3 separate regions of the Zea mays genome follow, and regions 1 and 3 are each linked to region 2. A link is a contact called in public Hi-C data. All regions are on one chromosome and are shown on one strand. The core of a region is the stretch at or near the end of the contact, and the rest is flanking DNA. Distances in the headings are between cores, read along the strand shown. Region 1 holds the start of LOC100217027. Region 2 holds the start of LOC100381481 (MYB transcription factor). Region 3 holds the start of LOC100284410.

Region 1 (3,782 bases), core at 282-2,781, 300 kb after region 2:
AATACTTCATATGATTAAAGCAGTAAGAGAAGAAGTCGCTGTATAGTATAGATGTAAGAATGATGCAGGTAGGCAAAGCCCAATTGCTGTGACCTTACAATTTTTTTAAAAAGAACATGAAATCATGATCATCTCACAGACTATGGAAACAGTAATAAACACGGACCTCAACACGACACACTACCAGAGTTCATAGAAGATTTTCTAGTGACAAAACTCATACAGAAACATCCTACTAGTCCATTATAGGAGACGTTCTACATGCTCACACAAAACAGTAAACTATATGGCATATATACTCACATGAGCACTGTATCGGACCCAAAGCTGCAAATCTGCTCATCAACAAATGAAAACGAATTAAATCATCTAACACGACCATAAATAAAGGAGGATGTAATGGATTACAATAATAGTCATGTAATTATATATCTATATACTATATAGACCCTAAAAATGCAAAAGATTTGAAAATGGGAATAAATCCAGGAAAAAGGCCAAGAAAAAAGTGCGTCATTATCCTTTCGGGAATCATGGCGAAATTTCCAAGACTCCAAGAAACAAGAAAAGGCAAAGAAAATTGCAGCGCGTACCCAAAAAATTAAGGAAAATTAATTAACAAGAACAACGCCACACTAAAATCCTTGTGGATGAACCTTCCAGAATAAGTCAATAATATCCTTAAGAATGAACGTTCCAGAGATGCGTGTTTATCAAACACCGAACGGATATCTAGAAATGAACAGTGCCGCCATAAACCTCCCAGAAACTAAAGAACGCATAGAAAAAACAGATCTTTAATGTGATGAGCTGCAGCACCATAAACCAGCTATAAAAAACGTGCAAAAAATTAAGATGACAAACAAGAAAACCTGAATACTGAATAGTGAATACCTCCATATAAGTAGAAAGGCTCAAAAAGAGGAGAAAACACGTCAAGTAAAATGAGCGACGAAAAAAGAGGAAAAAGCAGACTATTGCCATTACAGCCAGAAAAACGCAGACCATTGCCATTGAAGCAGGAAAACAAGAAAAAACCCTCCATATAGAACAATGAAAATCAGAAAGAGGCATAAAAAGAATCAACGAAATTAAAAACCACAAACGCTGCCACATGCGCGCCACGGGGGCCATTACCAAGAATCCACACTGAGAGAGGACTCGAACTCGAACGGTTCGATGGCAAACAATAGAAACATGCCTAAAATCGTAGAATAATCCAGCAAAGACAGCACGACCCATGCCCAAAGACAACACATTTGTAAGCGCAGACCGCAATGCAGTGCTCTTGAATCTTGAAACGAAAAAAAGGGACAAAGAACCGAAGAACACACCGCTCGAGGGGGCAAAAGCCCTCGCCTCAGAACCCTCCCTAAATCCGCGCCGCACGAACAACCGCAGCGGCAAGAACCCCACCGAAACCCTAGATTTCCACCAACAGCGAGCGGGGGAGCGGGAGTGAGGAGCGGAGCGGAGGAGTTTCCGTTACCGCCGAGGGAAGGACAGTGAGGTCATTCCGCACCTGCCCGCGCGGGCCCACCTGTGGGCTCCGATCGGCCAATCTGGACCGTGCGTTGGGAGAGCCCGGAACATGAGGTCGTGACCTGGTGACACGTGGAGGGGAGCATTGGACGCGGTAGGCTCCTCACGCACTCACGCGCACCGTGCTCTCCACTTCCTCGTTGCACGCCAAAGCAGCATCGGACGCAACAACTACTCCACTGATTCGTGGGCCACGTAAGAGTGTACCCTACCAGTCATTGTCACTGGTGGTTCTTCCGGGTAGAGGGAACCCGCTGCCTCCGCGGCGAGCCGGCGACCCATATCCTGCCTTGACTAGTGCGTGTGCCCGGAACCGGAAGACGCACCAGGCGCCAGCACCATCGGTGGCGACTGACGACCCGGCGCATGCCCCCAGCCCGCACTGACACGGGGTCCGTGTGCTGTTTGGTCCCAGCAGTCAGTGAAACAAAAGGTGTTGCCCGAGGCCGCCGCTTGGGAGTCGGGACTCGGGAGTGTCACTGCAGATCGCCGACCGTGCACAGAGCGTCCCATCCGTCTGGTACGGCGTTAGCGTAACGGCGGAAAGCAAACTCCAGTCTTCCCCGGATCCGAATCCGACGGCCGTGCGGGGCAGGACACCTGTACATGCGGGCGGATCGAAGCCGTTAGCTTACGGCGCCGTCACCGAACCGAACCGGTAGGATCTCCTCGGGGATAATATCCACGCATCGGTTTTGGGTGTGTTTGGTTTGACTTTTGGCTTTGGCTTTTGCCCCCCTAAAGCCAAAAGCCAACCAAAGGGCTGGATCCAGGAAGCAGCTTTTTTTAAAAGCCGACTTTCTCGTAGTGCAAATCTAAAAGCACCCCTGGACCTGCTTTTAGTGGCTTTTTGGATGGAACTGTGAAAACATATATCGAAGAATTTTTAACGACTTTTAGTGGTTTCCACCAAATGGTTTTTAGCTTTTTAACAGCTTACAGCCTACAGCAGCTTTTTCCACAGCTCACAGTTCACAGCAACTTTTTTCACAGCCACAGCCCAACCAAACAGACCCTGCTGCGCTCCTGGCTGCAACCACGGCACCCTACAGCTACACCGGGTCTACGAACCTCGTGCCACATACAAGTGGGCCCGCAGAGTGCTTCGTATGACGCACAGTGGACCCGGAGCATTCAACAGTGCGGCGGGGTGGCAGCGGCAACGCAAGGGTCGCGTAGGCTGGCAGATCGTCCTCCCTTCGGCCGGCTGGTGTCGCTTCCGTTTTCGTAAAACAGTTTGGGCAGGCCTTCGAAAGGATGGCTGCGGCATTTCCTTCTCCATCACTGCGGGCAGAGAATTCTGCGGACAGGGAATCCCCGTGCTTTGCCACCTGCCGCTGCGGCTAGGCTCCTCGTCGCCTCCTCCAGCACGCGAGAATGGATCTGCGGCCGGGCCACGGCTGTGCAGCTGCCGGCCTTTTTTTGTTTCCGATTTTGACGATTCGAAAATTGAAAGCAGGAGATTTGGCACGAGTTCATAGCCGGGAAAGTAATTAGAGCAAGTTTAATAATAGAACCTATTATTAGCTCTAACTCATTACCATGTCCTTTAGAGCCAATAATAAACACACTTATATAATAAAGTTGGCTCTTATATGAATTCCTTATCTCCTTTTCTTCATTCTTTTATCTGTCTCTTGCATCAGAGTCCACTCTCTCTATTTTTTAATGTCTCTCTCTTCTACATAAGCAAAAATAATATATAAACAGGCTTAGAACTTATTATTGTATTTACTCTTAGCAGAGATTTTAATACGGAGTATGAGACTTTAATGCGGGGTAACCAAATTGAGATCACTGCACTAAGGGTCGGAGCCCATATTTTGAACGCTCCTAAATGCGACTTTGCGCTCTTTGCTCAGCTTTGTATTATTGCCCATCTTTGACTTAAATCAACGTATCGTCCGATTTTTTTTGTTTTTTAATCTTTTCCGATAAAAATTTACATTTGGACCCTGGATAACTTATTTAAAGATTTGGACCTTTAGTTTGGTGTCATAGGTTGTGGCGCCAAGCTAACACAACTCGGCGTCATAGGCTATGGCACCGAGGTACATGACTCGCTGGTATCCAAGGGCTGACTTGGCTGCCACATGTTCCTAGCTCGGCGTCACAGATCTTGGCGCCGAGCTAGGAAGTAAATGAGCTGCTCGGCTCCTCTTTCCCCGCGTGCCGCTTTCTTTCCTCCCGTCGCTAGTCGTTCTTCTTCCGGTTGCCGCTCCCTTATCGCCGCCGAACCT
Region 2 (3,664 bases), core at 599-3,098:
GCTCGCAGGAGATTCGGGGGCAACAGTCCAGCAACGGAGCGCGCGAAACCAGGAAGGGGAGGCGAAGAGAAGAGCTAGCGCAGGCAAGTTTCAGGAGAGCGAGATTGCCAATTCGCAATGCACGGGGCGGGTGGCACTGCAATGCAGGGAACTGGTTCCTGGTTTCTTCTTCTTCTTCATGCAAAGGGGAAGAGAAGTGAGAGGAAAAAGAAAGAAAGGAAAAAGAAAGGCGAGAAATAAATAAATATCCTAGACCAGAACAGAACGGCGCATGAAAAGAATATATATATAGAGAGAGAGAGAGAGGGTGTGAACAGAAGAGGCAAGGCAGCAGAGGATCTGATCTGCCTTCGCCTTGCAGTTTGTGTCGCAACTCGCAAGCGGTTTCTTTCCTTCATCCATGTCAATCTCCCACGCTTGCCCTTGGTGTAGTAGCGCTTGCAACTCGTCTCCCAAGTCCCAACCCAAGCCGAGCAGTCAAATCGCCATACTGTTACTAGCAACGTCAGCGGCAAAAAAAAATCGATGAGGAATTTGTTAGTACTCTGCAGTTCCATCACCATTCTTTCTCCTCTCTCAGGCCATGTTCTTGATCATTAACTGGACCCTAAAGCTAAACTACGCGTCTTTCGGCCCGCCTCCTGTACACCGCCGCGGGGGGCCCCCCTCCCCGATCATGCCGCGCCGACGCCGAGGAAGTCGAAGAAGGGCGGCGACGCCTTGTCGTCGGAGCGTGACTCGCCATGGCGCGCCGACGCCGGCGGCGCGGAGAAGGCGGAGCGCGCGCTGGGCGCGAACGCCGCGGCGCGCGGAGCCGCGTCGTAGCCTGCGGGACGAACGCACGTACGTAGGACATGTGTTGTGAGCACGCCAGGCCGTCACCATCAGAGAGACTGACAGAGCAAAGCATTTGCCGTGCCGTTGTACGTACGTACCACTCTGGTAGAAGCAGGGGGCGGCGGCGGAGCCGAGGGACAGGTCGGTGGTGCAGGTGGACGCGGTCTCGTCGGACTCGCCGCCGCTGTGCGCGCGGGTGTCCGCTGCCGTGTACTGCGCGTGAGCGGCGGCGACGGTGCGCGGAGGCGAGCCGGCGTGGTGCTGGTGGTGGTGGTGGTGGAGGACGACGACGGGCGCCAAGTGCGACGTCGGCGGCGCCGGGTCCGGCGAGGACGAGGGTTTGCGCCGGCGGAGCGCGCCGGTGTGCTCCCGCTGCTTGCGCGCCATGAGGACGTGCCAGTGGTTCTTGACGGCGTTGTCGGTGCGGCCGGGGAAGAGGCGCGCGATGAGCGCCCACTTGTTGCCGTACGCGCGGTGCGCCGCCAGCAGCCGCTCCTCCTCCTCGCCGGAGAAGGCCCGGCGGTTGATCCGCGGGTCCAGCTGGTTGAACCACCGCAGGCGGCAGCTCTTCCCTGCGCGGTGTGTCCATTGTTCCATCAGACAAGAGAGAGACAGAGAGAAGGTCAGGGACACGACGAAGCAAGCAGCAGGCCAGCAGTACCCCGCATTGCGTGCTCGCATTTTTACCTGATCTGCCGTCCAGCCTCTCGGCGATGAGGTTCCAGTTCTGGGGCCCGTACTGCGCGACGAGCTCCTTGAGCTTGGCGTCCTCGGCGGGGCGCCAGTGGCCCCTGGCGCACAGCTTCCCCTGCTGTCCTGCGCCGCAGCCGCCCTCGCCGACGTCGTCGTCCACGTGGTACAGCTCCTCGGCGGCGTCCTGACGCTGCTGCTCCTCGTGGTGGAACGACGCGAGAGCACCCGCCGCCGGCGGCGGAGCAGCAGCGAAGAAGGCGGCCATCCAGGACCGGGTCCGCTGAGGAGGAGAGACTGCAGCAGGAGGGGTGGGGAAGGGAAAGGAAGGGAGGTTGCTGCTGCAAAGGAAGGGAGGCGGGGCTGATATAGGAGGACGCGGACGCCGCGGCAGCGGCGGCTGGCTAATTGATCACACACAACTAAACGTAAACGAGCACAAAATAAACGCTTGCTTGTTTTGGTCTCTACTCTACGTACGGACGTATGTACTACTGACGGACAGTAGGTCTTTTGGATGCCTGCCTTCTTCGAGTGGGAGATGCGATTGGTTTGGTTGCGCTTTCAGGCTTCCCCTGCCCTTTCTTTGAGACTGATGGCCGTGTTGTTCTTGTGTCGTCCTGCAGACGAGAACTGCAGCCAGCCAGAGAGAGAGAGAGAGAGAGGGGGGGGGGGAGACCGGGAGGAGAGAGAGAATTTATACGGATTTGTTTTTTCCGATTGGTGGCCCTGGTGTTCAGGTTCAGAGAGAGGCCGGCCGCTCGTGTGGGTTTGGGGAGTCCAACTCCAACCCCAACCACTACCGAGAGCGGAAGCGCTGTCCCTCCCGGGCTTGACAAAAACCCACCACAGGCGCCGCGCCCTGGTCTCTATCTATGCGCACCCACCCAACCCAACCCTTGACGGTTTGCTCCCGCTTCCCTTCTCTCTATCCTCCTTCGAACCACACCGATCATCTGCCCGCTCTTGCCATTTATTATTAGCACCATCACACCTAAAAACGATGTGCAGAACATTTATTCTTTTTTTGCCGGGGTAGTCACTTAAGAGTGCGAGACGATCTCATCATGTTTTGACATGTACGTAATTCTTTTATAGCAAGAGAGAAGCCACGTGGACCGTGGTACGTGCTAGCGCATATCAAAGGATACGTAACGAGTTCATGAGCTGCCTATAGGAGGAAACTGAGAGGCGCCATGGAAGATGCGGTTCTAATAAACATCATCCGCAAACTAGCTCAAATCGACGGTCGACGTGTTTTTAGACATGTTCGTGTTGAACGAGGCAAAACCATGGACGTTCATTAAGCATTGCATGCCAACCGAAACGCTAGGATTATTGGTCAGCACCAATAAGACCATGCACCTTCGCTTGCACCATAGATCGAAGGAGAAGCTACTAAAAATTAGTCCCTACAAAACAAACATCCCTTTAGACTTTTGAACATGATAATTAAATGATGCAATATAAGTTGAACACTGTGGGTTTATACCGCACGATACTCCATATTGATATTTTTTTTGAAAAAAAAAACTTCTTTCTATAAGATGTGTATGTTTTTTTAAGGTTCAAAGTCTATGTATCTGTTGTGAATAGTGTGACAGTGACTAGATTTTGTTCGTAAATCATGTCTCGTGCACCCCTATTGACAGGTGGGACCCACTACGCAGTCTCTGGCCACGGTAATTCGTTATACGAAGAGCCTGTCGCTGTTGGCGTGTGGGGAATTGGTTAAAAAAAAGGTCCAGGAAAAGGAAAGCCAACGGAGGGTGGACTGGACTGGGAGGGCACGCAGTCACTGTTCGCCAAAGGGAGCGTCTGATCATTATTTACTACTACATGCTTTTTTATGTTTGCGCAGTCCCGGGCCGCTTCGCCGATTCTGCTTCTCCTTTTGTACGCAAGGCCGCAGGCGCAGGCAGGTTCCGCGTGAGGCGCGGTGGCTGTGGCTGTGGCGTGGTGAGCAACGTCCCGGCCTGTTCTGTTCTGTTCTGTTCTGTTCCGTCCTCTCATCTGGCCTCCTCCTGGTCCTGGGTTCCGGACACCAGCGAGCGACTGGCACTGGCAGCAGGCGGTGCGCGTGCAGCTGCAGGCGACGCTGCTGCAAGGATCGGCCAGAGTTGAGAACCAAACCAAG
Region 3 (3,492 bases), core at 387-2,886, 510 kb after region 2:
CACAAGAAATATATATGATGCATGCCTTAATAACAATAAACTAAGTTTTGCACATGACTCAATTAACAATTCGAGGTTCCAACTCCTTTACCTAAACAAGTGACTTGTTTTCTTTTCCTGGCATCAGAACAGAGAAAACCTCATAGACAAACATTCCAATAGAATGTTCAAACTAGCACCTATGACCTATCGATAATGCTAAGTTCTCAACAAATTCCTTATTTAACACAAAGGAAGCATTGATGGATCCATGAGGCAGAATAAATGCTAATGGCTGGTAAAAAATCATTGGTGTGTGTTCAAGGTAACATACCATGTTGTGATACAGACACGGTGGACAGTGCCGGCTACAATAAGAGCTACAAGTTGTGCTACAACAACTGCAAGGAGGAGCGACAGTGATCAAAGTCAAAAAAAGACTATGAGAAGACATGAGAGATCATATGCCATACATACCTGCACCCCACCCAGTTCTATCTCCACTAGCTTCTTGATAGTTTCCAATAAACTGCAAAAGTTGTTCCAATTATCAGTTCATAATAAGACAAAATTCCAAGCAGTAAGCACACTTCTTGAATCTTGATGAAGAGCCGACGAATCCAGAAGTAATTAATGTTATAACACAGAAGTAACCATAAAACGGATATCCACACCAACATAAGGGGATGGTTATCGTCATCTCACTCACTTTTTTGTTTGGTTTTTAGAATGAAATGGATTAATCCACCATGACGCATGAGGATGGAGTCATCCCACCAAATAAATTTCATGGGATAAAGTCATGCATGGTACACCACCTCATTTACGACGGCTGGTTCCTGACCAAACACGCCCTATGTTTATTTACTACTTCACTGTGGCCGTACATTACCACTTCAATTTAGCAAATCAGAAAGAGGGGCAATGTCTTTGCCACCATCGACAGTGGACTTCGCTAATTTGCCACCAGACCCACAAATCATACCAGACCCACAAATCATAGATGGCAAACTAGCAAAGTGTCAACACCACTTGGGGGTGGCCAAATTGCAAATATTTCCAATGCCAATGGCTTCTGCACCAATGCACCATTTGAGGAACGAGAAAGAAAGTTAGAAATAACAGGAACTACAAGGAGAAACGCACGGTGAGGAGTAGCAGGAATAGGAGGGAGCAGACGAATCCACCGGCAATGGTCATGAGCTCCGACGAGGCGAACTTGGCCCTGTACATCTCCAGCAGCGACAGCGTCACTGCGAAGAGGAGCAGTGACAGCAGCATCGACCGCCCCGTGCTCGCCATCTGACAAGAGGACTGCAAAATCAGTGACAGATCTCTGTACACCCGATATTTTTCCCCAAAAAATCAAAGTTAGTAGGCATAATACATATCCACTTGTAGTAATTAGATCAGATCCGAATACAAATAGCTTAAATTAGGGTTTGGGTGCTCGGTTTCGCACAGCAGGGAGAGAATAAGGGTTGCGTTACCTGGTGGTGTTCGCCGCGGCGAAGGGTCCGACGTAGACCTGGGGACCTGGAGTAGGCCGGCAGCGGCTGTCGCCAGTCGTCGCCGGGATGGAGAGATTTTAACGTAGGCCGGATGAACGCAAGTGAACGGACGGGTGAAGAAATAGCAGAGGTGACACTGACACCGTGGGCTGGGCCTCTGGGGCAGCTCGGAAAACATCTTTTTATTTTGATGAGGTTTTTTAATTTATCTTTTAATAATAAAATTGTCCGAATCACAAGTTTTCAAAGCATATTAGCATATTAGGGTCTATTTGGTTGGACTGTGGCTGTGAAAAAACTGTTGTGAGCTGTAAAAAAAGTTGTTGTGTGCTGTGAACTGCTAAAAAGCTAAAAATCGTTTAGTGGAAACCATTAAAAACCGCTAAAAATTATTCCATATATATTTTCACAGTTCCACATAAAAGCTACTAAAAGCAGGTCTAGAGATGCTTTCAGTTTTACACTACAAGAAAATCGGCTTTTAGAAAAAGCTGCCTTTCAGATTCGGCCATTTGGTTTGACCTTTGGCTTTTAGGGGCAAAAGCCAAAGCTAAAAGTCAAACCAAACACACCCTTAGTCGTTGCCCATGCGTTACGACGGCTTACAATAATACCCACGTGAACTATCCATAAAAAAATTCAAGGTTTTTTATTGATTGTCTCCGCTCTCTGTATAATATTTTTTTATTTGCCTAACTGATGTTATTGTTTACCCCATGCAATATGTCTTGGTACAACACGACCAATGAAGTGAGCAATTAGAAGAGAGTTCATGAGAGCTCCTAGAGGGGGTGAATAGGTGATCCTGTAAAATCAAGTACTAAATAGCCAAAACTTGGTTATGAAGTGTTAGTGCGATTTAAAACCAGGTTGCTAAAGTGGGAACTTTAGAAGAAAACAAATCACAATTAAGATGGACACAAGACACGGTGATTTTTATCCCGTGGTTCGATCAATGCCTACTTCACGTTGTGTTGACCTCCTTCGGTCAAGGATTGTACTCAATCCCTCTCAAGTGATCCAATGATCAACTTTGAGTACCATGGTTTCCTTCCTTCGCAGTTTTCCCGTTTGCGAGGAATCTCCACAAATTGGAGCCTCTCGCCCTTACAATATTTGATCACAAGAGAAGCACAAGAGTAAGGGAGGGAAAGCAACACACGCAAGACTCAATTCGCAGCAAACACACACACTCAAGCTAAGACGTGAGCACAAAACACGGCACAGAGAGTTCGCAACTCAAATGTTGCTCAAATCTCTAACACAGTGATCCAAATGCATGGTGGCGGAGTCTAGGCGTCTAGGGATGATCAGAGAATGCTTGGTGTACTACTCCATGCGCCTAGGGGTCCCTTTTATAGTCCTAAGGCAGCTAGGAGCCGTTGGAGATCCAATTGGAAGGCAATTCTTGCCTTCTGTCGGGTGGCGCACCGGATAGTCTGGTGCACCACCGGACATGAACAGTAGCAGTCTGGAGCCCGATCTCCTTCTTTATCGGGCGCAGACGACCGTTGGACCTTTGGTCCCGTTGGCGCACCGGACACTGTCCGTTGCCCACCTGACAGTCCGGTGTGACCAACTGATCGTTAGTGCGGGCCAGGCGTCGCCCGCTGATTGCGCTGCCGACCGTTGGTCGCGGGCGCCGTTGGCTCACCGGACAGTCCGGTGAATTTTAGCCGTGGCGCCTTCGCTTTTTCCCGAGAGCGACGAGTTCGTCGTCGGGCCAACCTGGGCACCGGACAGTCCGGTGCACTACAGGCTGGTGCAGGTTTGGCTAAACTTATCTAAAACTTCTCCTGTCCGATTCCAGTTTTCTTGGCTATGTTCCTAGCACTTAGAGAAATATATTAGTATCCAAAAACATTTTACTAGGGCTATAAACATACCTTGATTCTTGATTTGCACTTCTCAACCACTTAGCTCATATGAACTAAAACATTATGTGTTGGGAATCTAATCACCAAAACACTTATAGAAATGGCCCAAGGGCACATTTCCCTTT

What was found. Hi-C and Micro-C count contacts between places; a contact is called where the count stands out from the background.
Region 1: a contact with region 2 is called in a Hi-C map of bundle sheath, with 3 times the contacts expected there. The contact joins the promoter of LOC100217027 here to the promoter of LOC100381481 in region 2. A contact is called at or near these places in 5 of 25 Hi-C or Micro-C datasets (bundle sheath, endosperm and leaf).
Region 3: a contact with region 2 is called in a Hi-C map of ear, with 2.7 times the contacts expected there. The contact joins the promoter of LOC100284410 here to the promoter of LOC100381481 in region 2. A contact is called at or near these places in 3 of 25 Hi-C or Micro-C datasets (ear, leaf and tassel).

The regions. Positions count from the first base shown.
Region 1 is chr3:43,561,255-43,565,036 of Zm-B73-REFERENCE-NAM-5.0, forward strand. LOC100217027 reads right to left here and starts at 1,532. Exons shown (of 24, transcript NM_001359539.1): 1 at 1,335-1,532; 2 at 304-335.
Region 2 is chr3:43,262,979-43,266,642 of Zm-B73-REFERENCE-NAM-5.0, forward strand. LOC100381481 (MYB transcription factor) reads right to left here and starts at 1,849. Exons shown (of 3, transcript NM_001174317.1): 1 at 1,525-1,849; 2 at 936-1,409; 3 at 270-826. The coding sequence starts at 1,795. The coding sequence ends at 675.
Region 3 is chr3:43,770,634-43,774,125 of Zm-B73-REFERENCE-NAM-5.0, forward strand. It overlaps LOC100284410, which reads right to left and starts at 1,637. Exons shown (of 5, transcript NM_001157305.2): 1 at 1,470-1,637; 2 at 1,126-1,281; 3 at 457-508; 4 at 314-380. The coding sequence starts at 1,281.